6 separate regions of the Mus musculus genome follow, and regions 2, 3, 4, 5 and 6 are each linked to region 1. Evidence: chromatin contacts called from public HiCAR-type, HiChIP or PLAC-seq and promoter capture Hi-C data. All regions are on one chromosome and are shown on one strand. Each heading gives the region's core, a stretch centred on a gene start, on an enhancer-like site or on the middle of the called end of the contact. The rest is flanking DNA. Distances are from core to core; before and after follow the strand shown.

What was found. Promoter capture Hi-C pulls out the DNA fragments that hold promoters and counts their contacts. HiCAR-type assays count read pairs that join an accessible place to other places. HiChIP or PLAC-seq counts read pairs in DNA pulled down with a chosen protein or histone mark.
Region 2: a contact with region 1 is called in a promoter capture Hi-C map of second pharyngeal arch cranial neural crest. The contact joins the promoter of Zfp81 here to the promoter of Rgl2 in region 1. A contact is called at or near these places in 3 of 39 promoter capture datasets (cranial neural crest, second pharyngeal arch cranial neural crest and stem cell-derived epiblast-like cells) and 1 of 115 datasets of contacts at active chromatin or transcription factors (microglia).
Region 3: a contact with region 1 is called in an H3K27ac HiChIP or PLAC-seq map of microglia, with 7 times the contacts expected there. The contact joins the promoter of Notch4 here to the promoter of Rgl2 in region 1. A contact is called at or near these places in 3 of 115 datasets of contacts at active chromatin or transcription factors (bone marrow-derived macrophages, microglia and pancreatic cancer cells) and 2 of 9 other capture datasets (adipose tissue and liver).
Region 4: a HiCAR-type map of astrocytes shows a contact between it and region 1, with 3 times the contacts expected there. The contact joins the promoter of Ppt2 here to the promoter of Rgl2 in region 1. A contact is called at or near these places in 1 of 39 promoter capture datasets (liver), 3 of 115 datasets of contacts at active chromatin or transcription factors (astrocytes, embryonic stem cells and pancreatic cancer cells) and 1 of 9 other capture datasets (pancreatic islet).
Region 5: a promoter capture Hi-C map of liver shows a contact between it and region 1, with 5 times the contacts expected there. The contact joins the promoter of Dxo here to the promoter of Rgl2 in region 1. A contact is called at or near these places in 3 of 39 promoter capture datasets (erythroid cells, hippocampal neurons and liver), 2 of 484 Hi-C or Micro-C datasets (cortical neurons and embryonic stem cells), 3 of 115 datasets of contacts at active chromatin or transcription factors (cardiomyocytes, embryonic hindbrain and forebrain) and 2 of 9 other capture datasets (liver and pancreatic islet).
Region 6: a promoter capture Hi-C map of liver shows a contact between it and region 1, with 4 times the contacts expected there. The contact joins the promoter of Atf6b here to the promoter of Rgl2 in region 1. A contact is called at or near these places in 1 of 39 promoter capture datasets (liver) and 1 of 115 datasets of contacts at active chromatin or transcription factors (astrocytes).

The regions. Positions count from the first base shown.
Region 1 is chr17:33,927,187-33,931,934 of GRCm38.p6, forward strand. It overlaps Rgl2 (ral guanine nucleotide dissociation stimulator-like 2), which reads left to right and starts at 2,708. Exons shown (of 18, transcript NM_009059.2): 1 at 2,708-2,858; 2 at 3,059-3,255; 3 at 4,540-4,623. The coding sequence starts at 3,100. Tapbp (TAP binding protein) reads left to right here. Exons shown (of 8, transcript NM_009318.2): 8 at 954-2,104. The coding sequence ends at 965.
Region 2 is chr17:33,355,508-33,360,420 of GRCm38.p6, forward strand. It overlaps Zfp81 (zinc finger protein 81), which reads right to left and starts at 3,371. Exons shown (of 4, transcript NM_207541.1): 1 at 3,227-3,371. The coding sequence starts at 3,229.
Region 3 is chr17:34,562,881-34,567,690 of GRCm38.p6, forward strand. It overlaps Notch4 (notch 4), which reads left to right and starts at 1,415. Exons shown (of 30, transcript NM_010929.2): 1 at 1,415-1,629; 2 at 2,421-2,502; 3 at 2,593-2,888; 4 at 4,462-4,809. The coding sequence starts at 1,566.
Region 4 is chr17:34,625,775-34,630,257 of GRCm38.p6, forward strand. Ppt2 (palmitoyl-protein thioesterase 2) reads right to left here and starts at 1,661. Exons shown (of 9, transcript NM_001302396.1): 1 at 1,551-1,661; 2 at 1,031-1,221; 3 at 685-838; 4 at 62-157. The coding sequence starts at 1,213. Prrt1 (proline-rich transmembrane protein 1) reads left to right here and starts at 3,790. Exons shown (of 4, transcript NM_030890.2): 1 at 3,790-3,930. The coding sequence starts at 3,912.
Region 5 is chr17:34,835,117-34,839,676 of GRCm38.p6, forward strand. Dxo (decapping exoribonuclease) reads left to right here and starts at 1,903. Exons shown (of 7, transcript NM_001163770.1): 1 at 1,903-2,100; 2 at 2,277-2,638; 3 at 2,785-3,020; 4 at 3,110-3,329; 5 at 3,432-3,567; 6 at 3,697-3,791; 7 at 3,871-4,070. The coding sequence starts at 2,283. The coding sequence ends at 4,021. Stk19 (serine/threonine kinase 19) reads right to left here and starts at 1,787. Exons shown (of 7, transcript NM_019442.3): 1 at 1,661-1,787; 2 at 1,314-1,450. The coding sequence starts at 1,760. Skiv2l (superkiller viralicidic activity 2-like (S. cerevisiae)) reads right to left here. Exons shown (of 28, transcript NM_021337.2): 28 at 4,110-4,489. The coding sequence ends at 4,289.
Region 6 is chr17:34,643,604-34,648,831 of GRCm38.p6, forward strand. It overlaps Atf6b (activating transcription factor 6 beta), which reads left to right and starts at 3,543. Exons shown (of 18, transcript NM_017406.4): 1 at 3,543-3,713; 2 at 4,057-4,136; 3 at 4,616-4,694; 4 at 4,974-5,065. The coding sequence starts at 3,611. It overlaps Fkbpl (FK506 binding protein-like), which reads left to right and starts at 1,211. Exons shown (of 2, transcript NM_019873.3): 1 at 1,211-1,350; 2 at 1,642-3,214. The coding sequence starts at 1,657. The coding sequence ends at 2,700.

The sequences.
Region 1 (4,748 bases), core at 1,458-3,957:
ACACTCCCCCTCCCTCCTGCCTTGGCTTTTTGAGACAGGGTTTCTCTGTGTAGCCCTGGCTGTCCTGGAACTCACTCTATAGACCAGGCTGGCCTCGAACTCAGAAATCCACCTGCCTCTGCCTCCCGAGTGCTGGGATTAAAGGCGTGTGTCACCACTGCCCGGCTTAGAAGTTACATTTATTTGTGTGGGACTGTGTATACCACAGCAGACATGTGGGGGTCAAAAAACAATTTGTGGGACTTGGTTTTCTCCTTCTACCCCATGGGTCTTGGGGATCACACTCAGAACGGCAAGTACCTTTACCCCCTGGGCTACCCCACTAGCCCGTCTTTCTTCCTCTTAAAGATTTTCCCCTATGTGTGCATATGAATGTGTGTGGTGTGTTACCACACATAAGGTTGGATGTCAGAGGACAACTCTTGGGACCAGTTTTCTCCTACAACCTTGTACGATCCTGGATCAAACTCAGACCAGTGATTGAGTCTGCCTGCTGAGTGTCTCCCAGCATAAGTTTTTAAAGTGCAGAAGACAATCAGAATTTATTACAGGGTAAAGTGGGATACCATCAAAGCATGAGAATAGGCAGCAAAGAGACTGTATGGAGGGAAAGGCTCCTAAAGTGTGACAGGGAGTGGCCTGGGAGACCACTGTGCGGCAGTGGCCAAGTCCGGCTCTGACCTATCCAGGCAATGTAAACATGTAGACAACATAAGGACTTCCAAAGCTCAGAGCACAGCCCAGGGGTGGGGTTTGCTTGGATTCTCAGCTGACCCACTGGGTCTTCTGGAAGACTCAGGAGCGAGGACACTCATGACCATGTCTGGCCGGTGGGAAATGACAGCCCCAGCCTGCTCCCACGCCTGTAACTGTGAGAATGTTTCTACATTAACTGGGAGAAACTCACTTCCCTCCCAACACTTCCAATTCCCCACTTCTTTCTTCTCTTGCAGAAGTCACAGTAAAGAAGTTCTCGTCTGTGGAAGCCACCCTCATCTCTGGCCCAGATGACTCCAGTAGCCCCTGCCCCAGAACAACAGCCTTCTTCTCTTCTTCTCCCTCCATTGAATAGCTCGGATTTTTTTTTTTAAGGTTTTTTTGTTTGTTTCAATCTTTCTTGTTTTGTTCTTGTTTTTAGACAAGGTCTCTCTATGTAGCCTTGGCTGGCTGTCCTGAACCCTCACCAAGCCAACCAGGCTGGCCTCGAAGTCCCAGAGATCCACCTGTCCCTCTGCCTCGGAGTGACAAACGGCACTGGACACCATGCCTAGAGGTCTTTTTTTTTTTTGGTTTTTGGAGACAGGATTTCTCTGTATAGTCCCGGCTGTCCTGGAACTCACTCTGTAGACCAGGCTGGCCTCGAACTCAGAAATCCGCCTGCCTCTGCCTCCCAGGTGCTGGGATTAAAGGCGTGCGCCACCACCGCTGGACTCGAACTAAACTTTTAAGATGAGAAAAAAGCGAGACTTAGCGCCACACTCATTTGATGCCCACAGTCGGGAGGCAGAGGCAGTGGATCTCTGACATTTCCATGCCAGCCTGATCTACAAATAGGGAGTTTCAGGTCAGTCGGGGTTACTTGGCGGGGCTTTGTTGAGAGAACTAAATATAAGAACACACATGCGTAGAGTCCCAGGGTTGAGAAGAACCAGTGTATGCGCCAGAGAGGCGGGTTCATAACCTGTGGCTCACAACCCCCTTTAAGTCCATCGGAAATACCAGACATTAGGATTCACAACAGTAGTAAAGGCAGTTACGAAGTAGCAAAGAAAATAATTTTACAACTTGAACTGCGTTAATGTTAAGAAGGTTGAGAACCACTGGCCAGGGGATTAGGACGAAAGGTCTTCATAGCATCTTAAGATTCTAGAGACCTCAGGGACAGCCCACAGCAGTAGTCTAGAGACGGAAAGGTCCATGTGTCTCCCTCGCGGACTAAAGCCTACCTCTCCAGCTCTCCATTCCTACCACAGCTTTTCTTTTGCCTGGTCCACCTTTACCATCTCCGGGCCTGGTGGGTCTCGGCCCTTTACGAATGTCCCCGTGTGGTTCGTCCTCTCCTGTTCGCCGGTCCTCGTGAGCTAATAAAGTCTTTCCGAGTTTCCATGCGGGCCTCTCATTCTCCCGTTTCCAAGCACAGCCAACCTCGGTCACCTCCCGGTCCTCGTCTCGCACCCGGGAGACGACATAGCCACCGTGGGAACCGCGCGCGCTCGGGCGCACGGTGAGAGCCGGACGCCCGGAGCGACGGACCCGAGTGGAACCGGAAGCGCCGCACTAGCCGGCTTCCGCCCCCTCCCCGCGAGTGGGCGGGCATAAGGGCGGCACAGAAAACCCGGCGCGGATTCGCTCCGTTGCACTCGTGCCGGGGCGGCAGTGTCATTCTCGAGCTGCAGTAACGGGGTCGCGCCACTGCTAGGGCACTTTCCTCGGCAGTTGCAGCGCCGCTCTGGTTAGAAAAAGTGACTTAAAATTCCGTGTTTGCCTTCCTGTGGAGGCTTGAGACAGGACCCTGGTCTCCAGCGTGTCTGCTGCGAGACGCGGGCTTCAGAGCCACCGAGTGGGGCTGCAAGGGACAGCGGAGTAGTGCACCTGCAGCCTGCGTCCCAGCCCCTGGCGTCCAGCACTCCCCTAGTCGCTCTCCCTGGCTCCTGTCCTCACTTCCTTCCCTTTTTGGCTCCTGCTGTCGGGCGGACGCGGGGAGGGGGGAAGCGGAAAGGGCGGGAGGGCCCGGGAGCCCGGCGGGGTGCAGGAGGGGGGCATCGCGGAAAAGCCGGGGAGGGGACTCGGTAGAGGGCCAGAGACCGACAAGAACAGAGGCCCGGGACCCGCGCGCAGCCCTCGCCCTTCCCGAGCAGGTCAGAGCCGGAGCACCGGGTGACCCTGCCCATTCCGCACTAGTTAGCCCCCAAGTCCCAAGCAAGCACCGAGGGCTTGGGTTTCCCCACTCCCGTATCTCCCTCCCCCAGCCTTCCTCAGGGACTCCCACCTAGGTCCCTTCTTGTCCGTCTCCCCCACGCCCGTCTGACTCCACCCAATCCCACCCGTCTCTCCCCAGGCGCCCCCATGGCCCGACCCCGCTGATTGCTTCTCTCGGCCATGCTCCCGCGGCCCCTGCGGCTGCTTTTGGACACGACCCCCCCCGGGGGAGTCGTGCTGAGCAGCTTCCGGAGCCGGGACCCCGAAGAGGGTGGGGACCCAGGTGGCCGGGCCGTGGGCGGGGGGCAGGAGGAAGAGGATGAGGAAGAAGAAGAGGTGAGACGCGGGTGGCGGGAGGCAGGGCATTAAATATTTCTGAGACTCTCCTCCTTTCGGTGTCTCTGGGTCCCTCGGTCTCTTCCTCCCCGCCTCACTCGCATCCCGCCCGCCACACTCTCTCTGGATATCTGTCCCCTGGCTGCGGGTCCTGGTGTCTATGAAGTTCGCCCTGTCTGTCTGCTCGGAACCTGCCCGTAGGAACCTGCCGGAACCAGAATGGCTGGCTGGCAGACGGGCTGACTGTGCCTGCGGGGCTCAGGCCCTCTTTGCCCATACCTGCTTAGACGGGTGCCACTGGGCAGTTGTATCTTGGTCCCTGTCTCCCTCCTCGTTTTTTGTTTGGCTGGGAGGGGTTTGTTTCCACAGTAACCAGCTCCTCAGACTCTAGGATTGGGGAGGGAACCCTCAGATTTCGCCGCCTCTTCCCCCACCCCCTGGTGCTCAATAGAGGGCAGCAAGCCAAGAGGTTCCGGCACCTGGAGAGATGATCCCGGGATAGGTAGAGCGTGGTCATCTTCGTCCAAAGAGACTGATAGGATGTAGTCCGCAGCAAGATTTAGGGATTCAGGAGGGTCCAGAAGTTAGATTCGGAGCCCGAGGATCCAGACTCCTGGGCCCCGACATTGGTAAAGTTAGGGTGACTAGCAAGGCTGGTTTTTCGGGATCGGTCGGGGGAGGGGCTAGGGCCACATGACTCTGAGTCTACCGCCCCCCCCCCCCATCATCCTTACTTCCCCTTCTTGTAACTGGGATTGGAGCCGCCACCTTCAGGGGGTCCCCAGTGCTGAGATTAAGTGGAAGCTGTATTGGGGACCTGGGGAAAAGGAGTCTCTGCGGAAGGACTAAATTTGGGCTCCTCTGGTTCTGTCAGGGAGGGCGGGCCTTGTGAAGTTTCAGCTTCTCTCTGCTTCAGGTCTCTCTTCCTTTGGCTTTGTGCCTCTTCGGGCGCGCTCTGCTCCTGACTTTGCGCCCTGCTTTTCTGCGTTGGGCTCAGCTGTGGGACAAGGGGGGTTGGAGGTGGCCAGAAGAGGGGTTCCTGCATTCAGTTGAAACCCTCACTGCAACCTCTTCCATCCCACCGAGCTCTGAGGTGGCCGGGGGGGCTGTCTGAGCCCCAGGGTGGGGTAGACCTGGGGTCACCAGTACCCTCTACCCCTCGCACTCGCTGGTATTGTCCCCCGCCATCACAGGTGAGGGGTGCAGAGGGAGGAACAGGGCCTGGGGACAATGGCTGGGGACTGGAGGTGCTGTGGAACTCACTTCCTCTTCTTGCTCCTCCAGGCTTCTGTGTCAGTCTGGGACGAGGAGGAGGATGGTGCGACCTTTACTGTCACAAGCCGCCAGTACAGGCCTCTTGACCCCTTGGTGAGATCACGACTTTGAGGTCTTGCCTCTCGGTTTTTAATTTAATATTTATTTATTTATTTTCCGGAACATTAGGTTGAAGAAGTTCTGGTAGTGTGAAGGTAGTTCTGTGTTGTGTGATTTAA
Region 2 (4,913 bases), core at 2,121-4,620, 570 kb before region 1:
TGCAAATCAAAACAACCTTGAGATTCCACCTCACTCCAGTCCGAATGGCTAAGAGAAAAAATTCAGGTGACAGTAGATGCTGGTGAGGATGTGGAGAAAGAGGAACACTACTCCATTGCTGGTGGGATTGCAAGCTGGTACAACCACTCTGGAAATCAGTCTGGTGGTTCCTCAGAAAATTGGACATAGTACTACCAGAAGATCCAGCAATACCTTTCCTGGGCATATACCCAGAAGATGTTCCAACTTCTAATAAGGACACATGCTCTACTATGATCATAGCAGCCTTATTTATAATAGCCAGAAGCTGGAAAGAACCCAGATGTCCCTCAACAAAGGAATGTATACAGAAAATGTAGTACATTTACACACTGTAGTACTACTCGGCTATTAAAAACAATGAATTTATGAAATTCTTAGGCAAATGGATGTATCTGGAGGATATCATCCTTAGTGAGGTAACCCAATCACAAAAGAAGTCACTTGATATGCACTCACTGATAAGTGGATATTAGCCCAGAAACTTAGAATACCCAAGATACAATTTGCAAATCACAAGAAAATCAAGAAGAGGGAAGACCAACATGTGGATACTTCATTCCTCCTTAGAATAGGGAACAAAATACCCTTGGAAGGAGTAACAGAGGCAAAGTTTGGAGCTAAGACAAAAGGATGGACCATCCAGAAACTACCCCACCCGGGGATCCATCACATAATCAGCCACCAAACCCAAACCCAGACACTATTGCATACACCAGCAAGATTTTGCTGAAAAGACCCTGATACAGCTGTCTCGTATGAGGCTATGCCAGTGCCTGGCAAATACAAAAGTGGATGCTCATAGTCATCTATAGGATGGAACACAGGGCCCCCAATGGAGGATCTAGAGAAAGCACCCAAGGAGTTGAAGGGGTCTGTGTAGTCCCCCAGATTTTAGGGAACCCTTTGGAAGAGGAAGCAGAAAGAGTGTAAGACGGGGGGGGGGGGGCAGATGGAGAACATGAAGAAAACAAGGCCATCTAAAATCTACTTGAGTCTGAACTCAGAGACTGAAGCAGTATGCATAGGGCCTGCACAGGTCTGCATATATTATGGTTTCCAGTTTTTCATTGGGATTCCTGAGTGTGCATGGGAGTGAGTCTCTGATTCTTGTGTGTTCTCTTGGGCTCTTTTCCTTCTGTTTGTTTTGTCCAATTTAGATATGTTAATTTTTGTTATCTTACTACATTTTATTATTCTACCTTAGAAACCTGGTTTGTTTTTTTTTTGTTGTTGTTGTTGTTTTTGTTTGTTTTCCTAATGAGAATCAGAAAGGGAACTGTGATGGGAAAGGGAGAAGAAACCACAATCAGGATATATAAATATATAGGTAGAAAATCTATTTTCAAGTGGGAAAACAAGACAGTAGCAAGAGGTAAGCTCATTCATACCTCTCATAGCTACAAATGTTTACATACAAATGCAAAATAGGAGTAAAAACAAAATAAAACAAAAAGCAACCTGAAGATTAACATAAGAAAGAAGCCAGTCAGCAAAGGAAGATCTTAAGCCCTTTCTTACTGGGGCGCGCTCAAGAAAAGCTCCTGGTATATAAACTGGATGTTTTGCAAATGTCTCACAACATGTCATGGATCACATTTTCTCAGACTTTGTCTCTGGTGTAATCCTTCCGTGTATGAAACAAGACCCTGTAAATCAGGTCCCCTCTGAACTCAAATCCAAGTCTCAACACTTAGAAAATATGCTTTCCTTAACACCCTTGGCTTCCTCACTGTTTCTCTGATCTCCATGTTGAACTTAAAAGGCATCCTTTTGTTTTGTTTTCTCGCCTAACCACAAATGCCAATATTTAAAGCTTGCCTGCCCTGTTTTCTGCTTTCCCCCTCTCAACCTCAAAAACTCGATTAAATTTTCCTCTGGTTACCCTCCAAGTTCATCTTCAATTTAGAGCCAAAAAAGCTACCGCGGCTTCCCATACACACACTGAGAATTCAGAATGCCGAATAAATAGTTCAACTTAATGGCTCAAACACAAGGTCTTAGGAAAACAACAAAATGTCAGACTTAAGAGCAAAAGACAGCAAGAAGTAAAAAATAAGTTGAAAAATTATTGAAATTGACTCAAAGAATACACACAGTCAATGTCAATCTCAGAAATGGTTCTTTTAAAAAACAGTAAAATAGGCAAAACTGTAGTCAAGCTAACAAAAAAGAGGGAAGAGACAAATTAATAAAGTCATAAATTAGGGGAGGTTGCAAGAGACTAAAAAAAAAAAAGACAGGAAAAAAGAAAAGCAGTGGACCATTTGGTAGTATTTTGAAAAAAATACCCCCCACGAGGAAAAGAAATATATGCAAGAAATGGTTTGATTCTGAGTCGCATACAACAAGCTAAAATTAAATCAAGAGGATATAAACAACTTACGAATATTCATAACGATGAGATAGAAACAGATATAACCCTCTCATCCCTTCTGTTCAAGTCCACAGCCAAAGAATCTACCACGTTTTTGTTTGTTTTTACAATTAAATTATTCATCCCATCTCATGCTTTTTTTTTTACAGCCAGCAATGCTAGAAGAAAAAAAAAATTCCCCCAAATTTCACCTGTGCCTAGACAATTAATTGCCCAATTGGTTGGTGAATCCAAACAATTTTGAAGCAAATTGAAAATCCTCTCTTCCTTGCAAGCCGGAGCATTCCTCCCACTCTCAGCCCAGAGGGAGCAAACAAATCCTCCTGCATTAACGCTAACAGCAAAAACCAGGATGCGGGATAGGTTTACAGTTCATTGGTAAAAGGATTGCCTAGAATGAGCAAAGCCTGAGGTTCGATGCCCACGAAGGAAGGAAGGAAGGAAGGAAGGAAGGAACGAACAGCGTTTATCAAAGCCCCTCACAACAGTCTAAATGCTACAGAGCATCACGCCAACTCGCCAGCGATGCAGTCTGGAGAGGCGCTGTCTCACCCGAGAGCACAGCGGACTAGAAGACACTGCTTCAGAAGGGGGGCGGGGCAGGGCAGGGCCGGACCGACAGGACCAGACCCCAGGCTCCCCGCTGCCTGCTCTGCACGGAATTAAAACGCACGTGGGTGAGAGGGCGCGGGTGACAGACTCCTGCACAGAATCAGGCGAACGTCAGTGCCGCGGCACCACACAGGGACAAAGCCTCCGCGATGTCACCAACGTGCCACGCACGACTCCAGGAACACAGGGCACACTCACCATTTCCTGATTTCACACGCGAGCAGTGTGCTTCCTAAAGGGCCTACAATCAGCAGAAGGGACAGCGACTCAGGCCAAGTCACCACCTGCCTCCCTGGAGCTACACAGGACTCAAACAGGGCGGCAATGGCGGCACCCTCTGACTATCCATGCTCCTCATTGGGCAGTTCATGCAGGAAAGTAACAACGTCCCTGATTGGTGAACGGTACCGACCCGCCTCTTTAACTCTTTTCAGCGCGTTTAAATGGAACTCACCCGGCAAACTGACTACAGAACCTCCCTAACTCTGGCTCCCCCAAACCCCTGGAGTAAACCCGGAGTATATTTGGTGTCATTCTATTTAAAGAGAATATACTTCGGGGTTTTTAGAGCACACATTTAGTTCTTCGTGTGAGTTCCTCGTGCCTTTCCGCTTACTCACACTACTTTTTTTGTGAACATTCAGGACTCAGTGACATTAGGACAAAGCCAATGACACACATCCCTACCTCCAGTTTTAGCGATAGAGGCTTGGCCGGCTTTTTACGTGGGTTCTGGGGATCCAAACGCAGATCCTCATGAAGGATAATCAGGCATTTTACCAACCAACCCATCTCACCAGCGCTTCTTTGGGCTTGTACTATAGGTGGTCATTACGCTGCTTACTGTACAGTGTTTGGGTTTTATAACGTACAGAGAATGCTGAATTCAGAATATATCTTCAACATGAAGAACTTGTGCGGTGGTTAAGATTAGAGATGCATTTCACCAAACTCCTAGAAATAGTGTTTGTGGATTTGGTTTATTTCGGCTAGAACTTCAATGTGGCTGTAGAATACACTGTCCCACTTCTGAATATTAAGATGTGGAGCACTTGTTACTCTTACAGAGGCCCTGGGATTGCTTTCAATCATCCACACGATCGTTTGAAAACATCTTAACTCCAAGAGCTTCATCACCTTTTTAATTCACAGGCACCAGGTTCTCACATGGTGCACATACATACATTCATACACATATAAAAATAATCTTAAAATTTTAAAAGAAGTATATATGAAACCAGATATAGGAGAAAGAGTCATTATAACTTTTAAGAGAGAATGTAAATTAATACAGACACAAAAATAAAGTATGAAGATTTCTAAGAACAAACAAACAAAAACAACTTAAAATTGTTTAGCATGGTGGTACAGACCTTTAATTACAGGACTTTGGAGGCAAGAAGTTAAAGGTCATTGTGAAGAAAAGGAAGAGGAAGAGGAGGAGGAGGAAGAGGAAGAGGAGGAGGAGGAGAGAGAAAGAAGGAAGGAAGGAAGGAAGGAAGGAAGGAAGGAAGGAAGGAAGGAAGGAAGGAAAGAGAGTTCCAGGACAGCCAGGGACACACAGAAACCATTCTGAAAACAAACAAACAAACAAACAAAACCTCAAAACTAAAGGTCACAAACTAAAACCAGCACCCTTTGCTAGGAAAGAGAAAGGAAAGAATTTTACTATACATAAGAAATGAATGGACATGGACTGGAGAGATGGCTCAGAAGTTAAGAGCACTGGCTGCTCTTCCAGAGGTCCTGAGTTCAACTTATAGCCATCACACAGTGGTTCATGACTATCTATAATAGGATCTGGTGCTGTCTTGTGGCCTGTAAGCATATATGCATACATACTGTATACACAATAAATAAATCTTAAAGAGAAATGCACATTAAT
Region 3 (4,810 bases), core at 165-2,664, 630 kb after region 1:
TCGAGGCTGAGCAACCTGCTCCTGCAGACAGCTCCTCCACCCTGGGCCGTACCTAGAGCTTGCAGAGCTCCAAGAATGGCTGACTCCAAAGCTGTGCTGGGTCCTCAGGGAGAGTGAGCCCTGGGCATTATAGCACACACTGTAATCCCAGCACTTAGGAGACTGGGGCAGGATGCTCGTGAGTTTGAGGCTAGCCTCCACTACCTGGTGAGTTCCAGGCCAGCCTGGGCTACAGAATGAGACCTTGTCCAAAGTTGAGGTTTTTTTGTTTTTTTTGTGTTTTTGTTTTTTATTTGGTTGGTTGGTTGGGTTTGTTTGTTTGCTTGCTTGCTTTTAATAAAGATAAAAGGAGGTAGCATGAACTTTTGGGGGTAATGAATTCCCTTTATGGTTGTCTTTTTTTATAGATGACTTAAATTTTATGTCTTGACTAACATCTTGACTGTACCCCAGCATCCTTTGTGGAGGAGAGAGGTAGAGGTGGATGAAATAGAGTGTCCCTTTGTTATTGGTAATGACAATATTTTACATTCCTCTCTGAAGGAAGGCCAAGCCTCCAGACTCGTGGTAAAGTATCAGTGTAGAACACGGGAAGCCTGGGTTCCGTCTCCACTCGGAGGAGGGCCCAGCGTCCTGTCCACTCCCCAGGAAAAAGCCAGGCATGGAGTCATGTGCCTGTAACCTCAGCACCCAGGTGGCAGCTGCAGAAGGATCCCACAGGTTCCAGGCCAGCCAGGACGATTCGCACAGCCAGGATGTTGCGCACAGTGAGATCTTGTCTCAAAATACCTTTTTAAAAAACTAACACCCCGGGCTGGTGAGATGGCTCAGTGGGTAAGAGCACCCGACTGCTCTTCCGAAGGTCAAGCCACCACATGGTGGCTCACAACCATCCGTAACAAGATCTGATTCTCTCTTCTGGAGTGTCTGAGGACAGCTACAGTGTACTTACATATAATAAATAAATAAATAAATAAATAAATCTTTAAAAAAAAAAAAAAAAACTAACACCCCCAGAAAGAGCCAAGGAAAGGTCTAAAGATCCCCTGGGTTTGCCAAAGTGACCGGTTTCAGTTCAAGACACGTTGCTGCTCCTTTGAAAAGAGGGTGTGTCACACCAGAAACTGAGAATCCTCCCCTTGTCCCAACACCTCTGTCTAAGACCTGCCCTTCCTGGGTCACAGTAGCATTCCCTTGCCACTCCCAGTCCTGTGAAAAGGAAGCCGTATTGACCATTAAAATGACAGGAACTCCCCCATTTGGCTGACCCCCCACCCTGGGCCCTAAGAGCAAACCAGCTCCCCTCCCGGCCAGCCACGCCCCTCTCTTACTCTCCCTTGTCTTCCTTCACACACACACCAACCTCTCGCTCCCCCCACCCCCCATCAGTAGGGTGTCCAGGACATTGTGTGACTCAGGAAACAGCTCAGACTGAGGCGTGCAGCAGGCTCAGGAGGAAGAAGGGCGGTAGAGGCAGAGGAGGTGGCCTTGCCTGGCCACAAGGGCTCTGAGGGTCCCTGCCTGAAGAGGGAGAGGAGATCCGGGCCAGGGGCAGGCGCTCTGGAATGCAGCCCCAGTTGCTGCTGCTGCTGCTCTTGCCACTCAATTTCCCTGTCATCCTGACCAGAGGTGAGGGGGTGGGGGCATATCTCTCTTGGGGAGATGCTTGGTGAGGTCAGGGAAGAAAGCCAAGTCCCAGGCTCTGAAAGGACACTGGAGGGAGGAGATTCTGTCCCCTCTAATGGGGACAACCTGCAGGGAGGGCTGACTGACTCCGGGGCTACAGGAGACCCAGGTTTGTGCCTGGTGCTAGGGGTGGTGCCTGCTGTTGGGTGGGAAGGAGGGTGTCCATGCCCAGGGAGAAGCCAGCTGGTTCTGAAGTAAGAGGAACAGACAGACAAACAGGAGAAAAAATGGACTGCCTGATATGGGGAAGAGAGGAGTGAGAAGCAAGAGATGGAGACAGAGAAGAGCCCACCGGCTCCCTTTCTGTCCAGATGTCCCCAACCCCAGTGGCTCATTGCTGGCCTTTCCTGAAGGAAATCCCTTAGGTGTCTCAGCCATTCACATCCCAGGAGCGCTCTTGGCTCCCTCCTAAGCCCTGTTGCCCTGCTTCCGGGGGATGGAGCTGGGCTGAACTTGGGAGACTGGAGAATAAACAGGAAAGGGGTGGGAAGAATAACAAGCTATGAATGGAAGGCCTGGGACAAGGCTGGGACAAGGGGACCCTGTGGAGACTGGGACTGGGGTGTGAAGGAGAGAGAGAGAATGATAGAGCACCATGCACCTGGGTAACATGGGGTGGGGGAGTGCTGAGCTGCTGGTCAGTGGCCTGTAAGGAGGACCTGGTGGAGGAAGGGCAAGCCATCTGGAGACCCTTGGACCCTGGGCTCCATCTCATCTTCCAGTCTCTTCTCCAGAGCTTCTGTGTGGAGGATCCCCAGAGCCCTGTGCCAACGGAGGCACCTGCCTGAGGCTATCTCGGGGACAAGGGATCTGCCAGTGAGTGTGCATCATAGGAGCGGGACCTGGGGAGACAGGACGGGGAGGAGGAGGGGGAATCACTGGCCTGAAATGTCCCTCTACCCCTAGGTGTGCCCCTGGATTTCTGGGTGAGACTTGCCAGTTTCCTGACCCCTGCAGGGATACCCAACTCTGCAAGAATGGTGGCAGCTGCCAAGCCCTGCTCCCCACACCCCCAAGCTCCCGTAGTCCTACTTCTCCACTGACCCCTCACTTCTCCTGCACCTGCCCCTCTGGCTTCACCGGTGATCGATGCCAAACCCATCTGGAAGAGCTCTGTCCACCTTCTTTCTGTTCCAACGGGGGTCACTGCTATGTTCAGGCCTCAGGCCGCCCACAGTGCTCCTGCGAGCCTGGGTGGACAGGTAAGTACAATCAGGAGGAGCCTGTAAGTCATTCTTGTTGCTGTGACTCAACTCCCCACAATGGCAGTAGCTGCCTGAAGGAAGGAAGGCTTTATCCAGGCTCAAGGTCTGAGGGTTCAGCATCCTGGTAGGGAAGTCCTGGTAGAGGTGACAGCCTAATATTGAACAGAAACCCAAAGCTGCCAGATCATACAAGATTTACAGTCAAGAGCAGAGAGAACGGCAACACCCTTGCTTGCTTGGTCTCATCTAGCGTTCTCCTGCCATGCATAGTTTGAGACCCTCACCTAGGGAATGATGCCACGCATAGGGAATGGTGCTGCCCACAGTGGGCTGAGCCCTTCTGCATCAATTATCAGTCTAGAGGATCCCAAAGACAAGCCCACAGGGCAACCTGACCTAGGCAATTCCTCAACTGAGGCTTTCTTCTCCGGTGATCTGGGTTGTGGCAAATTGGTAGACACAACTAACTAGCACACAGACGTAGATAAGTGCTGGTACACGGCTTGCTTGCTTTTTATGCAAGTCCGGAACAGCAATACGGGAATAGTGCTGCCCACATTCAGAGTAGCTTTCCCCACTTCAATTTTCCCAATCTGTAAACTCCCTCAAAGACATACCTTCTGGCCACTGCAGGTGTTGGGCACACATGTGGTGCACAGACATACAGACATATGCAAAACACTCGTAAACATGTAAAAAAAATCTGTAAAATGGAAAAAAGTAAAGAACGGGACAGTCGGGCCAGCAAGACTGCTCCGTAGGTAGCACCTGCTTCCAACCCTGGCAACCTGAGTTCAATTGTGGGATCCACACAATACCATGGAAGGAGAGAAACAAAAGAGTAGAAAGCAGGGCTGGAGGTGGTAGCTGAGCTGGCAGAGTGTTAGCCCAGCATGCATGGATGCCAGCATTTGATGCAATGGTGCATTATTCAGCTGCAGAGGCTGGAACACACGCCCATACTCAAGAAGTAGATGCAGGAGGATCAGCAGCTCAAAGTCAGGCTGGGCGGTGTAGTAAATCCCAGCATTCAGGAGGCAGAGGCAGGAGCATCTCTGTGAGTTAGAGAGTAGTGTTGTCTACAGAGCAAGATCCAGAACAGCCAGGGCTATGTAGAGAGACCCTGCGTCAAAAAAGGAGAAAGAGGAGAAGTTTGAAGTCATCTTTAGATAATGCTGATATTAGATCTTGACTTAAAGAAAACCAAAATGTGAACAATAATAGCAACAACAACAAGAAATTCACTCAGAGAGGCAAAGTGACCCAGCAGGGTACCACTGCAGGGAACCCTTGTCCCAAGCAATTTGTAAAACTCCCACTGTTAGCTACATGTGCTTTCCAAAGTAGAGGGTGTGAGCAATCCACACACAAGCCTCCTACCTAATGTACAGCAGAACAAAGACAGGCCAGGGAGCACCAGGGTAAATGGGCTTGAGAAAACAGGTGGGAGACGGGGAACGCAGGCAGGGCTCCTGCACACAGACCGCTGAGCACACTTCAACGCATAAAATAGACAGGGCAGTGCCTGAAACCGCCCCCTCCCCCACTCCAACCCTGTGCCCTGCTGCAGGTGAGCAATGCCAGCTCCGAGACTTCTGCTCAGCCAACCCCTGTGCCAACGGAGGCGTGTGCCTGGCCACATACCCCCAGATCCAGTGCCGCTGTCCACCTGGGTTCGAGGGTCACACCTGTGAACGCGACATCAACGAGTGCTTCCTGGAGCCGGGACCCTGCCCTCAGGGCACCTCCTGCCATAACACCTTGGGTTCCTACCAGTGTCTCTGCCCTGTGGGGCAGGAAGGTCCCCAGTGCAAGCTCAGGAAGGGAGCCTGCCCTCCTGGAAGCTGTCTCAATGGGGGCACCTGCCAGCTGGTCCCAGAGGGACACTCCACCTTTCATCTCTGCCTCTGTCCCCCAGG
Region 4 (4,483 bases), core at 411-2,910, 700 kb after region 1:
CAAATCTCTGTGCCCCGAACACACTATACTGCCTTCTATGGCACCCACAGTGCCCACTCACCTCCATACTGGCCCATCTGTGGGGAGGAGAGGGAGATGAAAGAGTCCACATTGTGGTTATCCATGACAGACAGCAAAGCACGGCACACCAGGCCCCCTGGAAGCAGAGCACCAGTGTTGGAAATGGTCTTTTAGGTTGATTGATTTATTTCATGTATATGAGTGCACTGTCCCTGTCTTCAGACACACACACCAGAAGAGGGCATCAGATCTCATTACAGATGGTTGTGAGCCACCACATGGTTGCTGGGAATTGAACTCTGGACCTCTGGAAGAGCAGTCAGTGAGTGCTCTTAACCGCTGAGCCATCTCTCCAGCTCCGAAAGGGTCTTAAGAATAGCCACTGGAGTGATCCTTACTTCCTGTCTCTCAGAATCCCAGGCCTCCGATACACTCCATTCCAGCACGGGTCACAGGTCACATGATGGAGCCATGGTGCGAGTTTAGGCCTCTGACCAACTGAAATGCTTTTAGCTGCTCTGTAATTCCTTAAATCTAAGAACCATGGCCAATGAGCACAGAAGGAACCCTCCCTCCCACTCAGGACACAAACGCCAGAAAGTAGGCCTTAGATAAGGGTCAAGCTCAGACGGGGGTTGGGAGTTAAGAGTGTGCGTTGCTTACCCTGGGAGTAGCAGATGAGGTGCACTCCTTCAGGGGCCTTTTCCATGATGGGGACCACAGCCTCTCGGAACCCTTGTACCTGTTCCCACAGGGGCCGCAAACTCTCTCTGCCATCGAAGAGATCAAGCACTGTCACCACAGTCCCGGTGTGTGTCTGTGGGAAAGGGGCAATGCGGCACTAGGTTGGACAAAGTGTATTCACTGTGCTTGCAGGAACCCCCATCCCTCAGCTCTCCCCGTGCGGGGAGCAGTACCCTGAAAACTAGCCTAGAGGGGCTGGCTGTCTTTCATCTGCCCACGCTTCCTCCCCCAGCCACTTTATATCCATTCAGTATCCCCCACAGACCTCATTGATATAGTCCAGCAGGTGGCGGAAGCTGTATGAACTGTCAAAGAGCCCGTGCACCACGATCACGGGCTTGTAGGACCCGCGGTGGGCTGCGGGGGCTGCGGGCATCAGCAGCGGCAGGAACGGCAGGAGAAGCAAAGCCCAAGCCGAAGGAAGCCTCTGCCTCCATAGCCCCGGCATGCTCCCACCTGAGAAGGAACGAGAGGCCGTGAGGGAGACGACGCCTCTCCACTCCCAACAGACTCACAGCAAGCAACTCTCCGGCCTCCGCTCCTACTCCTGGTCCGTATGAGGGAAGGCTACTTTTAACTTACTCCATCCAGATGGCTCGGCACAAACACCTACCACCTCCATGCACCAATGCTCACCCTAAGTCCCGCCCCCAACTTGGCGCCCAAGGGACTTTGTCCCAAGGCCCAGGATCTCCCTTAAGCATCACCTCGGCCATTCACTACTCTGGGATCTGCAAAGGCCGGGGAACAGCGGCCCAGGACACACGGAGAGTGGAAACTCCCACCTGGTCTGTGTCTGGAGGCTTCGTTCCGCCAGCTGTTTACTTGTACCTAGTCTGTAATCCACCGGATACGGGGATAGGGGGACAAGGAGAGCGCGCAGTGGGATGACGGACGGGGCGCGGGGGGGGGGGGGGGGGTGCTGCTCGGGGTCGCGCAAAGCCGTCACGTCCGGGACTTTCCCTGGCAACAGGGCGAGCGTCCCCTGCAACGCGGACAGCGGACCGGAGGGGCAATGGAACATTCCATTGCACCCAAAGAACTGGGGAGGAAATAGACAGAGCGATCCATTTAGCCGGATGGGGAGAGGCAACAGCAGAAAAAGATAATACTGGGTTTCTAAAGAAGGCATTCCTAGGCTTCAGCTGCATCCAGCCACCCAGGGGTGCAACTTCCCCTCCTTAATGCGGCCCACTTTCCAATCCAGGCTGTCTGGCTTCGTAGCAGAGCCCAAGAAAACGTGCGAGGGGGGAGGTTAGGACTGACGAAAGGCGACTCCCGCTTCTATCGCTGGACGCCAGGCTTGTGTTAGGCCAGAGTGCCAGGCCGATCACAGCTGAAGAGCCCCTCTTCCCACTCCTGCCTGCCCTCCCGCTCCGGATCAGCGCCTTACAACTCTTCACTTTGAAGTGCGTGTTGTGCCCTTGTCTCCGGAGACGCCGAGAGTCCTCCAGGCCCCTCAAGTGAAGTGCAGCCTGACCCAGTTTCTCTGGCCCTACTTTTATCTCCGCATTCACGACCCACCCTCCCGGACCCACCTTATATGGGCGTGGGGCCCCGTGGGCTTCAAGGACTCACCACAGGATTTCCACCAGTCTTTCAATCCTGAGCGACCCCGACAAACTGCTCCTCAGATCCCTGCGGGCTGCTGGCGACACAAACCCTGCCAGTGCAGGCAGACTTCCTCCCCGCTGCGGGCGCTGGCACCACTCGGCCTACCCGTGACCCCTACGGCGCGCCGGAGTGCCAGGGAATAGCCTTTATCCGTCAGTGCTTTTACTTAGCAATTAAATAAGTTTGCAGGGTTTCTGAGCTTCAAGGCCTGTACTCAGGGACTTTGTTTAATCTGAACTTAATAAAACCAGAAGCGTGTATTGAAGATGGTGTGGGAGGGATGGGTCCAAGGTTCCCTCTGATCCATGCACGGTTGAAAAACCAGAACCACCGGTATGAGGCCGTGGGTAAAAATTTCTCAGACCTGGAACGGGCTCAAGCCAGGGCTTTGGAGACTGCTCTCCAGGACGCCACCAGAGGGGCTTTGTCCTAGAGCAACTGTCTCTGGAGAGAGTTGGAAAATCCTAAAGGGGTGTTTCTGATTCTCCTGCTAGGTTTCTGCAAAAAAGGCTCAACTGGTGTAACCTCTGTAGAGGGCCTATCCTTACCCCACCTCCCCACCCACGCCCTTACAAGACACAAAAAGCAAATAAAAAGAGTGGAAGTCACCGCTGTGTCTTGGGTTGACTCCGGGGGTGGATCTGCGTCTTGGGGCAGGAGGAGGGGGGAGAGAGGGAGTGCTTTAAGGAGAGGTTGTGACTGCTGACTGGACCAAGAACTCTTCAGCCCCCAACAAGCACGCTTTTCCAAACCTGCCTGTCACAAACAAGCAATTAGAGCTTGCTTCCCTCTGATGAAGCATTTCAGCTTCTTATAACCCTAGAGAAAGAAGGTACCTGTGTACCCCCACAGGCGCTTTCTTTTTCTCCTTTTCTTTAGCCACAGTCAGCATCTTACCTCTATTGTCAGGCTGTATATGGGGGAGGGGGGGTCTGAACCTCTTGGTTCCACTCTTTGTACAGTTCTGTCTCACACCTGGAGAAACCTAGAACTATCTTGCAGGATGTTCTGAGGGAAACTGAGGGAGCAACCCCATGGATGAGCAGGGACTGCTTGAACGGGGTCTGGAGATAAGTGTGGTAAATCCATTGAGCTGGCTTCTTCTCACAATATAATCACTACAGCGAGTCTTTGCGGGAGAGGCTCTAGAGATTTCTCCCTCCCTCCCTCCTTCTCTTAGTCCCACCCGCCTTGCCTGGTCTTGCCTCCCGGTTTCCATGACAACTCCAAGGGAGCTAAACTGGGGGCTTGACTGCCAGGGTGAGAGGAGGAAAGAGGTGGTCCAGAAGCAGAGAGAAACCGAGTTTTTCGGGGGGAGACTTCTGAAGCTCTCCCCCATCCCTGCCTCGGTCCCTTTAAGCTCCCCCCCAGCCACCCCCCCCCCCCAACACACACTGTCTTCATCTCTCCATTTCCGCGCTGCTGCTGCTACCGCCGCTGCGCCATCCCGGACTGAGACACTAAGACTCCTGCGCCAGCAGTCAGGGGGCCCTGACTCCAGCTTCAGAGACCCTGTCCCAACGATTGCAAACATGTCGTCAGAAAAGTCAGGTAAAAAAAAAACTATATATATATATATCCCTCCCCCAACCCCCTCTGTCATCTCCTACCTAACCTCCACTTGCCCTAATCCCCTTCTTTGACCCCCTCTGGGATGTTGTGTGGCTCAGTTCCATTCCTTCTCTCCATGCATACCCCACCCCCTCCCCTTTCTATATCCCATCCTTCTCTTCCTTCGGGTCAGTCTGCCTCTGTCCCTTGGTCCCTTGTCAACAACATGGGGGGGGGGTGCAGTTTTGAAATGGAAAGGGAGGCAGAGCCAGGTTCTGCAGGGACATCATCCCTGGGAGTGACAGATGGACAGTCACCGGTTCAGTGGCATGGAGACACCCAGTGGAAAAATAACGGAGACTTAATCAGACTGGGTTGTTGGGAAAGTAATATCTAGAAGACAATTTTTTTTCTTCTTTGAGATGAGATTCCCCTCTGTAGCCCAGGCTGGTCTTGAACTTCCCAGTTCTTCACCCTTCCCCGGCTGCTTCACAAGTACAAGGATTACAGGCATGAACCACTATGCCTAGTCCCAGAAGCTTTGTCATGGACC
Region 5 (4,560 bases), core at 653-3,152, 910 kb after region 1:
AGAGTGCAAACCCACATGTACACACACCCATGCTCACAAGCACATAGCCACAAGCAAATGAAATTAAGCTTTCTGAACAGATTATTAATCTAAGATGAAACTAAACAGTACAATTATAAAAGAAAGCCCAAAACTATTGAACATGGAAGTGTCTGAAGGGGTTCAAAGAGAAGATGTCTATGTAATTTCAGTGCCAGAAGAAAGCAATGAGAGAGGACAAGAGAAATTTCTTAGAGCTGGTGACAGGGCTGAGGAGGTGACTCTGCTGTCAAGTCTGCTGACCCAAGTTCAATCCTCCCCTCTCCAAAGAAAGAAGAGACTCCCTCTAGTTAACCTTCTGACTACTGTAAACCCCAGCATTAGGGAGATGAAAGCAGGAGAATATCAAGTTTAAGGCAGTCTGGGCTACAAATTAAGACCTTGTCTTAAAACAAAACTTGTGCAACTCTGAAAGCTTTTTGTTTAAAGAAAAAAAAAAAAACAGTTATAGAAAAGGAAGCACAGGGGCCATGGCCTGAGGAGGAGGTCAGAAGTCACCTGCAGGAATCAAGGTCAGAAACTCTGTAACAATATAAGGACAAAGCTAAGCAAGAAGGATCTGTGACAGCCTCTAAGGAGGAACTGCCCTAGTTAAAAGGAGCCCAGAGAGGTATGTAGCAGCAGAGAGCCGTTCACAGTGTTCTGACCTTCAACTCAGGCAGAGGTCTGAGAGTTCCTATAAAACAGAGACTGAAATCTGCCCACTGTGGATTTTTTTTGTGTGAAGAGACATGGCCCTGGCTTTCAATCGCCTTCTAAACTTGGCCACGAGGTTACATCACTCCTCTAGTCTCCCTAAGTATCTCATTTAGCCCCTATGCCTTGTGCACCACAGCCTAGAATGATCTGCAGCGTCATAGCCCACTGTCTCATACATCTATAATCTGCAACTCAGTGTACGCACATCAGGCAAGCAGCTACTCGGTGCCTCCCTCCTCTAGTCAATCCCCTAATCACTAACTGATCACTTGGGAAATCTGGGAATTAACACTAGACTCATCTCTCTCCTTCAGTCAATCTCTCTCACCGGTGACCTTCAGTACACCTTTGTCCGCGCTCACTAACCTTCTCTAACAGCCATCACCTGTCAGATGTGACATCTGCCTGCAGTTCCAAACCCCTGGGATTTGCTCTGCATTTGCCTTGGCCTAACGCCTGCTGACGGACGACTGAGTGTCTGAGCGACAGGGACTTGGCGAGTGCCCTCGAGGCTGCGGGTCGGAGGGCCGGGGCTGGTGGGGGGGGGACACGCCAAAGGTCTCCAAGGTGCTCACCAGTTGTAGGTCGGCCACCGTCCGGTCTGGCACCAGACTGTACACTTGGCTCCTCAGCGCGATGGGCGGCAGCGCATCCTCGAACAGCCCCCGGGGAAACAGCTTCACGAGCTCCTCGATGGCCTCGCGCGCCGAGCCTGTGGTGGAGCAAGCGCGTGGTCAGGTCCGGGTGGAGAGCGAGGGTGGAGACAGCGCGGAGGTTCGGACGCCCCAGCCCTCAGAGTCGCTGCCCAGCGCCTGGGTTGCCATGGTTACTACCCTAGGTCCTCCTCCTCCTCCTCCTCCTCCCCCCCCTCCTCCAAGGGTGGATACCCTCGGGCTTTCCGCGCCCAGGTTGCCATGGTTACCTGCTCTTGTTCTTAAAGGATCCGCTCTCACGGGCCCCGGCGCCCGCCTCCGCTTCACCCCAAAAGCCTCAGACGCCAGGAGCCGTCTCTTGCGATTCATAACCCGGATTTCAGGATTCCGGGAAAGGAGTCCCGAAGACCGCGTCTTCCGGCACAGAATAATGACGACGGGCCCTCTGGCTGGTCGTCTGAGTTTGATGACGAAGGCAGCCTCACTTCCGTCGCCCGCACCGCTGCTGATTGGCTCCCGACCAGAGCGCTCACTGGGGCGCGCCGAGGCGCGAGTGGCCCGCCTGGGTTCCCGCTCCGGTGCAGACGGACCTCGCCCACTCCGACGCTGAGGGCGGATGAGAGCGTCATCAGAAACAGCAACTCCGTGTTTGCATCCTTCTCCGGCTTCTGACGTGCGGCCCTGACGCCGTAGCCTCGAGGAGGTGGAGGTCGGTCAGGGTGGGGAGCTTTGAGGTAACCAAGTCTTAGCTTCAACCCCCAAACTCCTCAAGCTCGCCGCGTTCGTTGGTCCGTGGGTGGGAACGAGGCGCCCGGCTCCTGACACGCAGAGCCCAAACCTGGAAGCTCACTCGCTCCTTATCCACTGGAAACGCTTTCCTCGCAGGACCTCATGGAACCCAGAGGGACTAAGAGAAAAGCGGAGAAGACAGAGGTGGAAAAGCCTTTGCACAAACTCCCCCGGGCAGTCCCTTTACTGCGGACACAGCCCTCTCTGTACTCGGGACCCTTCCCGTTCTACCGGCGTCCATCCGAACTGGGCTGCTTCTCCCTGGACGCACAACGCCAGTACCATGGAGATGCCCGAGCCCTCCGCTACTACAGCCCCCCTCCCATCAACGGCCCAGGCCCGGACTTTGACCTCAGAGATGGATACCCTGACCGATACCAGCCCCGGGACGAGGAAGTCCAAGAGAGGTTGGACCATTTGCTGCGCTGGGTCCTGGAACACCGGAACCAGCTGGAGGGGTGAGCCCGGTGCAACGCAGAAGCTGACCTGGTGACCCGGCTTTCTCTTCTGAAGTTGGGAAAGCCAAATGGTCTTTAGTGGGGACTTTGAGTCAACAGAAGTAAAACTCGAGTCAGACCATAAACCCCGCATTCTTCCCTCCCAGGGGTCCCGGCTGGCTGGCAGGGGCCACGGTGACATGGAGAGGGCACCTGACAAAATTGCTGACCACGCCGTATGAGCGGCAGGAGGGCTGGCAGCTGGCAGCCTCCCGGTTCCAAGGGACACTGTACCTAAGTGAGGTGGAGACCCCGGCTGCTCGGGCCCAGAGGCTTGCACGGCCACCCCTCCTCCGGGAGCTCATGTACATGGGCTACAAATTTGAGCAGTACATGTGCGCAGGTGAGAGTCGTCGCAGCCGTGCGGTCCCTCTCCCCTTCCACAGAGGTCGAGATCCCCTTCCTCTGCTGCTGCCTTCTCTTCTTGTGCAGACAAACCCGGAGGCTCCCCAGACCCCTCTGGGGAAGTTAACACCAACGTGGCCTACTGCTCTGTGCTACGCAGCCGCCTGGGAAACCACCCTCTCCTGTTCTCCGGGGAGGTAGACTGCCTGAACCCCCAGGCTCCTTGCACACAGCCTCCCTCCTGCTACGTGGAGCTCAAGACATCCAAGGAGATGCACAGCCCTGGCCAGTGGAGGAGCTTTTACAGGTTCTGGCCGGGGCCGGGACTGACGGGGGGGGGGGTTGGGGGGGGGTTGGGGGGGGTTGGGGGGGGTGGAGGGTCCTGCTGACCCTTTGCCTCTCCCGTCAGACACAAGTTGCTGAAATGGTGGGCTCAGTCGTTCCTCCCGGGGGTCCCACATGTTGTTGCCGGCTTCCGGAACCCAGAAGGTTTCGTCTGTTCCTTAAAGACCTTTCCTACCATGGAGATGTTTGAAAATGTCAGGGTAAGGCAGGTGTCAGAGTGGCCATCTGTTTCCCCACCCCCTGTACCAAGTCCTCAGACCCAGTGCCCCTTTGCCACCTGCCTTTTCCTCTTTCCACCCCCAGTCTTCTGCCTCTTGTGCCCCCTCCAGAATGACCGAGAAGGCTGGAATCCCTCTGTGTGCATGAACTTCTGTGCTGCCTTCCTTAGCTTTGCCCAGAGCACAGTAGTCCAGGACGATCCCAGGTAAGGCCTTCATGTTTGTGCACTGCCTCTGGATCCCGGCTCAATCTCTGGCTTCACCCCACACCTCTGTCTTCCACAGGCTTGTCCACCTCTTCTCCTGGGAACCTGGTGGCCCTGTCACTGTGTCTGTCCATCGTGACGCACCCTATGCCTTCCTGCCCTCATGGTATGTGGAGACTATGACCCAAGACCTCCCACCACTCTCAAAGACTCCCTCTCCCAAGGACTGAGGACAAGTCTGGGCTCCGTGCAGATAATAAAGGCGTGTTTCTAAGTGGGTCTCTTGCTGTGTCTGAATGGAGTCACCTCTGTTCCAAGTTACCATACTCCAAGCACTCTGGTTTGCTCTTTATTTATATTTTTGGGTTTTTAGGGGGTTTTTTTTGTTTGTTTTTAGTTTTTTCAAAACATGGTTGGCATCAAACTCAAAGAGATTTATCTGCCCCTTCGCTGCTACTACAACCCAGCTTATTGTTACATTTCTATCCACACATCCTTTACTGGGTGTAGAGGCTGGCTGCGAAGACGATGTCCCGCCGTAACAAGGTGGCTGCCGTCTCCATCTTGGCACCCAGCACAGGCTCACCCACCAAACGTGCTGCTCCTCGAAGCGAGCGACACATCTCAGCCAGACGCTGGATGCAGCGGACGACCAAGCCCTCAGGGGTCCCTGAGAGCCCTGCCAACTCGGAGAAGGGCTATGGGAAGAGCAGAGTGAAGACTAAATGTGCCAGGTCTTGCATGGCTTCTCCCAACCAGCCAACTGCCA
Region 6 (5,228 bases), core at 2,293-4,792, 720 kb after region 1:
TCCGACAAACAAGTGGCTCCAAAGGGCAAAAGACACTTAGATTTCAATGAATTCAGGTGTGTAACTATTTACTTGTCTTCCTAAACTGCTACGCAAAGCTCGTTTGTAGGCTATGTATGTTTAAGTAAGAGTTGGGTCAGAGCCTCTTGGTTTAATTATTTATTTAATATCTCCGAGGACGTTTGTTAGTACACGTATTCTTTTTATATTCTAATCAGTGTAAAGCTTGTCAGTATTTCTTTTACCCTGTATCATCAATGAAGCTCTGGGTGTGATCCACAGTACCACATAAATCAGGCACAGTGGGGCATGCCCGTGGTCCCAGCATCCTCTTCTACATAGAGTTCCAGGCCAGCAAGGGATACACATGACCCTGTCAATAACACCAAGAACAACATATGCCAAAGTAAGGTGCTTAGATAATAAGGGGTTCTCGTTCCCGGAAGAACTGTGCTGGTCCAGCCGGTGCAGGCAGTTTGCCCAGCAAGGCTGAGTCACAAACGGGATCTATCTACACCTTCTGTAGGGAGGAGGAGAGCTGTTCTCTGCCGCTCCTCTCACTGGAGCATGGGATACCAGTTACACACGAAATATATAGGACAAACTAAGCTGGTGCGGAATGAGGTCACTGAGGGATCACACTGCTAGCGGGCTGGAGCACTATCCAAGAATCGCAGGCTCCATCTGAGAGTTTCGAAATCCAGGTCTGCAATTTAATATATTTTCTCATGATGGACATGCTCATTCGAGTTTGAAAAACACTACGATTCTGGATCAGGGGGCTCAGTTGAAGGGCAATGATGGATATGTGGCAAAAGTCAATCAAGGATGAGCCAAAATGGACAGGGGTTGATTTCAGCTAAGATCTCTGAATTTGGGTATAATAACAGGGGAGGGTCTGAAAGCAGCTAAAATCTCAGCCTTTACATTTGAACTGAAGCTCGAACTTAGGGTCTTTACGCATGCTTGGTAAAGCTCTCTACCACTGCTCTCTCTTCCTCAGCCCAAGTTTCCCATTTCTGGCCTTTTTACATTTTGACTAAACCAGTCAGCCAGATCTTTGTCAACCTCGGTTCGATTTGGCTAATTCTATTGCTTAGGTCTAGTCCGGTTGCTAAGGTATGGCGCTTCACGGTTGCTAGGGAAATGGCGTCACCATAGAGGCGGGACAAGGAACCTCTTCGTGCTCCTGATTGGCCGTCGTGTTAGGGACTAGCTTCTCCGTCTCTGAGGGCTCGAGAGCTGATAGAGACTCTCAGCTGCTCCCAGGCTGCCCTTCCAGGCCTCAACATCATACACAATGCAACAACTGTGACTTAGGCCGTCCTGCTATGCTCCTTGGTCTCTCAGGTACTTTTTGACCCGGTCAAGTGCCCATAGTTGGGGCGACTACCCGAACCATGGGGAATTACAGAATTTATAGTTCTAAACTAGACCTGGGTGGATTCTAGCTTGGGAAGGGGGGAAAAAAAGGAGAAACTTTTAGCACTACGAGGAGTCTTAACTAGGAATTCTGGAATTTACATGGTTTCGGTTTTTTGTTTGTTTGTTTGTTTGTTTTTTTCACCTGCTCAGGTCTGAACTACACTTGACCCATCACTTTCCAGACTAAACTGTTCTTTCCTTTATCTGTTGTGGAAGGGATCAGGAGATCCAATGGAGACCTCACCTATCAGCCCAATGAACGAGAAGAACACCGCTCAGCCGCAGCAGCGGGAAGAGAACGCCCAGCAAATCTTAAATACAGCCATTCCGTTTAGGCAGCGGTCCCCAGGTCTTCTCCCTGAAGCCCTGAAGGTGGGAGTGAGACCGGATCCAGCCAATCAAATTGTAGAGACTCAAGAGATTGAACATCCCGTGGCTGGATTTGAAGGTGACTCTGATCAATTTCAAGTCTCAACCAATGAGATGGCAGAGCACCTCCAAGCTTCTGATCTTTGGTACTGTCCTGATGGGAGTTTTGTAAAGAAGATCATAGTCCCTGGCCATGGCTTAGACAAACCCAAGCTAGGCTCCAAATGCCAAGTGTTGGCTTTGGGATTTCCTTTTGGATCTGGGATGCCAGAGGGCTGGACAGAACTAACCATAGGCATAGGACAATGGAGGGAAAAAATGTGGGGGGAACTCATGGAAAAATGCCTGGAGTCTATGCGTCAAGGTGAGGAGGCAAAGATTCACCTTCCTGGATCCTCTGCACCTCTTGCTAAACTCAGACTGGATTCCTTCACCAATGGCCGGGACTCCTGGGAGATGGAGGCTATGGAGAAGGAGGCTCTGGCCAAAGAAGAACACAGAAGGGGTACAGAACTGTTTCGAGCTGGGAACCCTCAAGGGGCTGCCCGATGCTATGGACGGGCTCTCCGACTGCTGCTGACGTTGCCCCCACCCGGCCCTCCCGAACGAACTACCCTTTATGCCAATCTGGCTGCCTGCCAGTTGCTGCTAGGACACCCCCAGTTGGCAGCCCAGAGCTGTGACCGAGTGCTGGAGCGGGAGCCGGGCCATTTAAAGGCCTTATACCGAAGGGGGGTTGCTCGGGCTGCCCTCGGGGACTTGGAAAAAGCCACTGCTGATTTCAAGAAAGTGCTAGCAGTAGATCCCAAAAACCGTGCAGCGAAAGAGGAGCTGGGGAAGGTGGTCATTCAGGGAAGGAAACAGGATGCAGGGCTGGCTCGGGGACTGCGCAAGATGTTTAGCTGATTAAAGGAGACAGGAACCCGCGAACTGTGGTCTGTGTTGTGGAATTTTCAAGGGCCCCGAAGGAAGTTGTTTGAACTCGTATCTCGTTCTGACCTACAGGGAGTTAGCGACGGTGTCAGTGAGCCACTTGGTGGAGGGAGTCCCGGGAAGCGTATCCACCTCCGAGGATAGGAGAGGTTGTCTATTTGGGACTGGCTGTGGCAAACGCCAGAACTTCCGGATGTCAGGGAGTTGCATCCCAGGGAGGTGGAGTTACAAGTGGTTGCGTGTCGCCAGGTGTGGGTGCTGAGAATGTAATCCAGACCCTTATAAGAGCAACAAGCACTTTCCTTTTGGGTGGGAGGGTTTGAGACAGGGCTTCTCTGTGTAACAACCCTGGCCGTCCTGGAGCACACTTTGTAGACCAGGCTGAGATCCGCCTGCCTCTGCCTCCTGAGTGCTGGGATTAAAGGCGTGCACCACTACCGCCTAGTCGCAATAAGCAATATTAAACTGCTGAGCCATCTCTTATCCTAAATGCTGGAACTTTGCTCATTCGTTTATTCATTAATAATTCATTCATTATGCGTGTGCCTTCATGAGTTTATGGGCACCACATGGGTGCAGATGTTTGCGGACAACTGCTCAAGCATGAACACTCTAGCCCAGATGCCGGAACCCTAAGTGCTAGGAACTACATTTCCCACAATGCTAGTTTCTGGGGCCTGTACGGCGCACGCACAGTCTCGCCTGGATCGGTAAAGCGGCTGACCCGTGCCATTGGCCCGGCATGCACAGTCATTGCTCCTTCGTGTCACGTGTTCACCAACTAAGCCTCTGACTGGTCATCAGGACTTCCGGGACGCCGGTTTTCCTCAGCGAGCTCATGGATTTGCCGCGGCCGGGAGGAGGCGGGCCGGGGAGCCGGCTCATGGTGGGGGGTGGGGGGAAGATGGCGGAGCTGATGCTCCTCAGTGAGATCGCCGACCCGACGCGCTTCTTCACCGACAACCTGCTGAGTCCGGAGGACTGGGGTGCGCGGAGTGGGGCCCCGGGGGAGGAGCGGGCTGAGGCTCGCCATGGGCCCGAGGCACGCGGGAAGGCAGCAGAGGGTGAACGAGGAAGGCTGGGCGGACGCCGAGCCCATCCTCCGAGGGAGAGCGCAGCGGGACTCGCGCTTCCCCGGGATGCGGGAGGAGGGAAGACCTTGGTCTCCCGTGGGAGCACGGGGCTGCCCGGGGTCAGGGGAGAGGGGCTGGACGCCTTAGGGTGTAAGGCTGAGCGAGTGGGCGGGCGGTGGGTCTGGCCCGGCCGAGCCAATGAGGGATGGAGCCGGGGCTGGCGTGCCACCCTCCTGACACGCGGGCCTCCATGCAGACAGCACCTTGTACAGTGGCCTGGATGAAGTGGCCGAGGAGCAGGCACAGTTGTTCCGTTGCGTGGAGCAGGATGTCCCGGTATTGCTACCTCAGAGTTTCTCTTATGACCCTTGGTGGTGGGAGGGCGACCCCAAACTTGGAGTCATTGCCAAGCCACAGAGCTCATCAGGGTGTCACCCCTGCTCATGTTAAACTCGAAAATTTCGAGGAGAAAGACCAGTTTCAAAAGTCCATTGGTCTAATTGGCTCAAGTTTTATTTTAGAGGCGCACCCGGGACTAGCCAACTAAGTCAGGATTTTAGAGAGCAGCCCCTTCTGGCCTTTTGGGATCCTTCTTATGGGGTACAGATAAAAGACTGACAGCTGTGTGTCTACAGGGGCGAGAATAGGTGGTTAGTGGTTGTTAGTAAAATACAACGAAAGCAAAAGAGAAACATTTTTTTCTGTAAACTATGGAGCCTTGACACAGTGGGCGTCTTAATTTGCAAGCTGTGTCGCTCCTGTTTTGCTGTCGTACTTTCTCACCTTCCTGCCCGCTAATATGTCCCACTGCTTAGTTTGACAGCAGCTCTCTGGATGTGGGGATGGATGTCAGCCCCCCTGAGCCCCCTTGGGACCCTCTACCCATCTTCCCAGGTAAGGCGCCCTTAGGATTCCCCTCATCTTTCCAAATGCCCTTCTCTTCCCACTGCTTCCCAGAAACTAACATCCCTGTGTGCTCCTCCCTGTGATCCCTGGGGTGTTGTCTGCCCTTACTCTCCTGCCCCACCTCAGCACCACGCTACAGGCAATGCTAGGCTCTGCTCCTCCGTTACTCATTTCTGCAGTGTTGGTTTGGCACAGGCAAGACATGGTCTCAGCCCCGAGCCTCGTCCCCAGCCTCCCTGCTTACCTCGGAACTTTTCTCCCCCCCAGATCTTCAGGTGAAGTCCGAGCCATCCTCTCCCTGCTCGTCCTCCTCCCTCAGCTCAGAGTCCTCACATCTTTCCACAGAGCCCCCCAGCCAGGTGAGAGCCATCTCCCCTCTGGTTCTCTGTGGCTCCTCTCATAGGTGCTGAGGTACTGTTTGTGTGCTGTGAGTCATGAGGCGGGTGGCAGTCTCTTTTTAGTCACCGTCCCCTCGCTTTCTGCCCTTCTGGTCTGGTTGTATAGAAGGGAAGACAGGGGCCT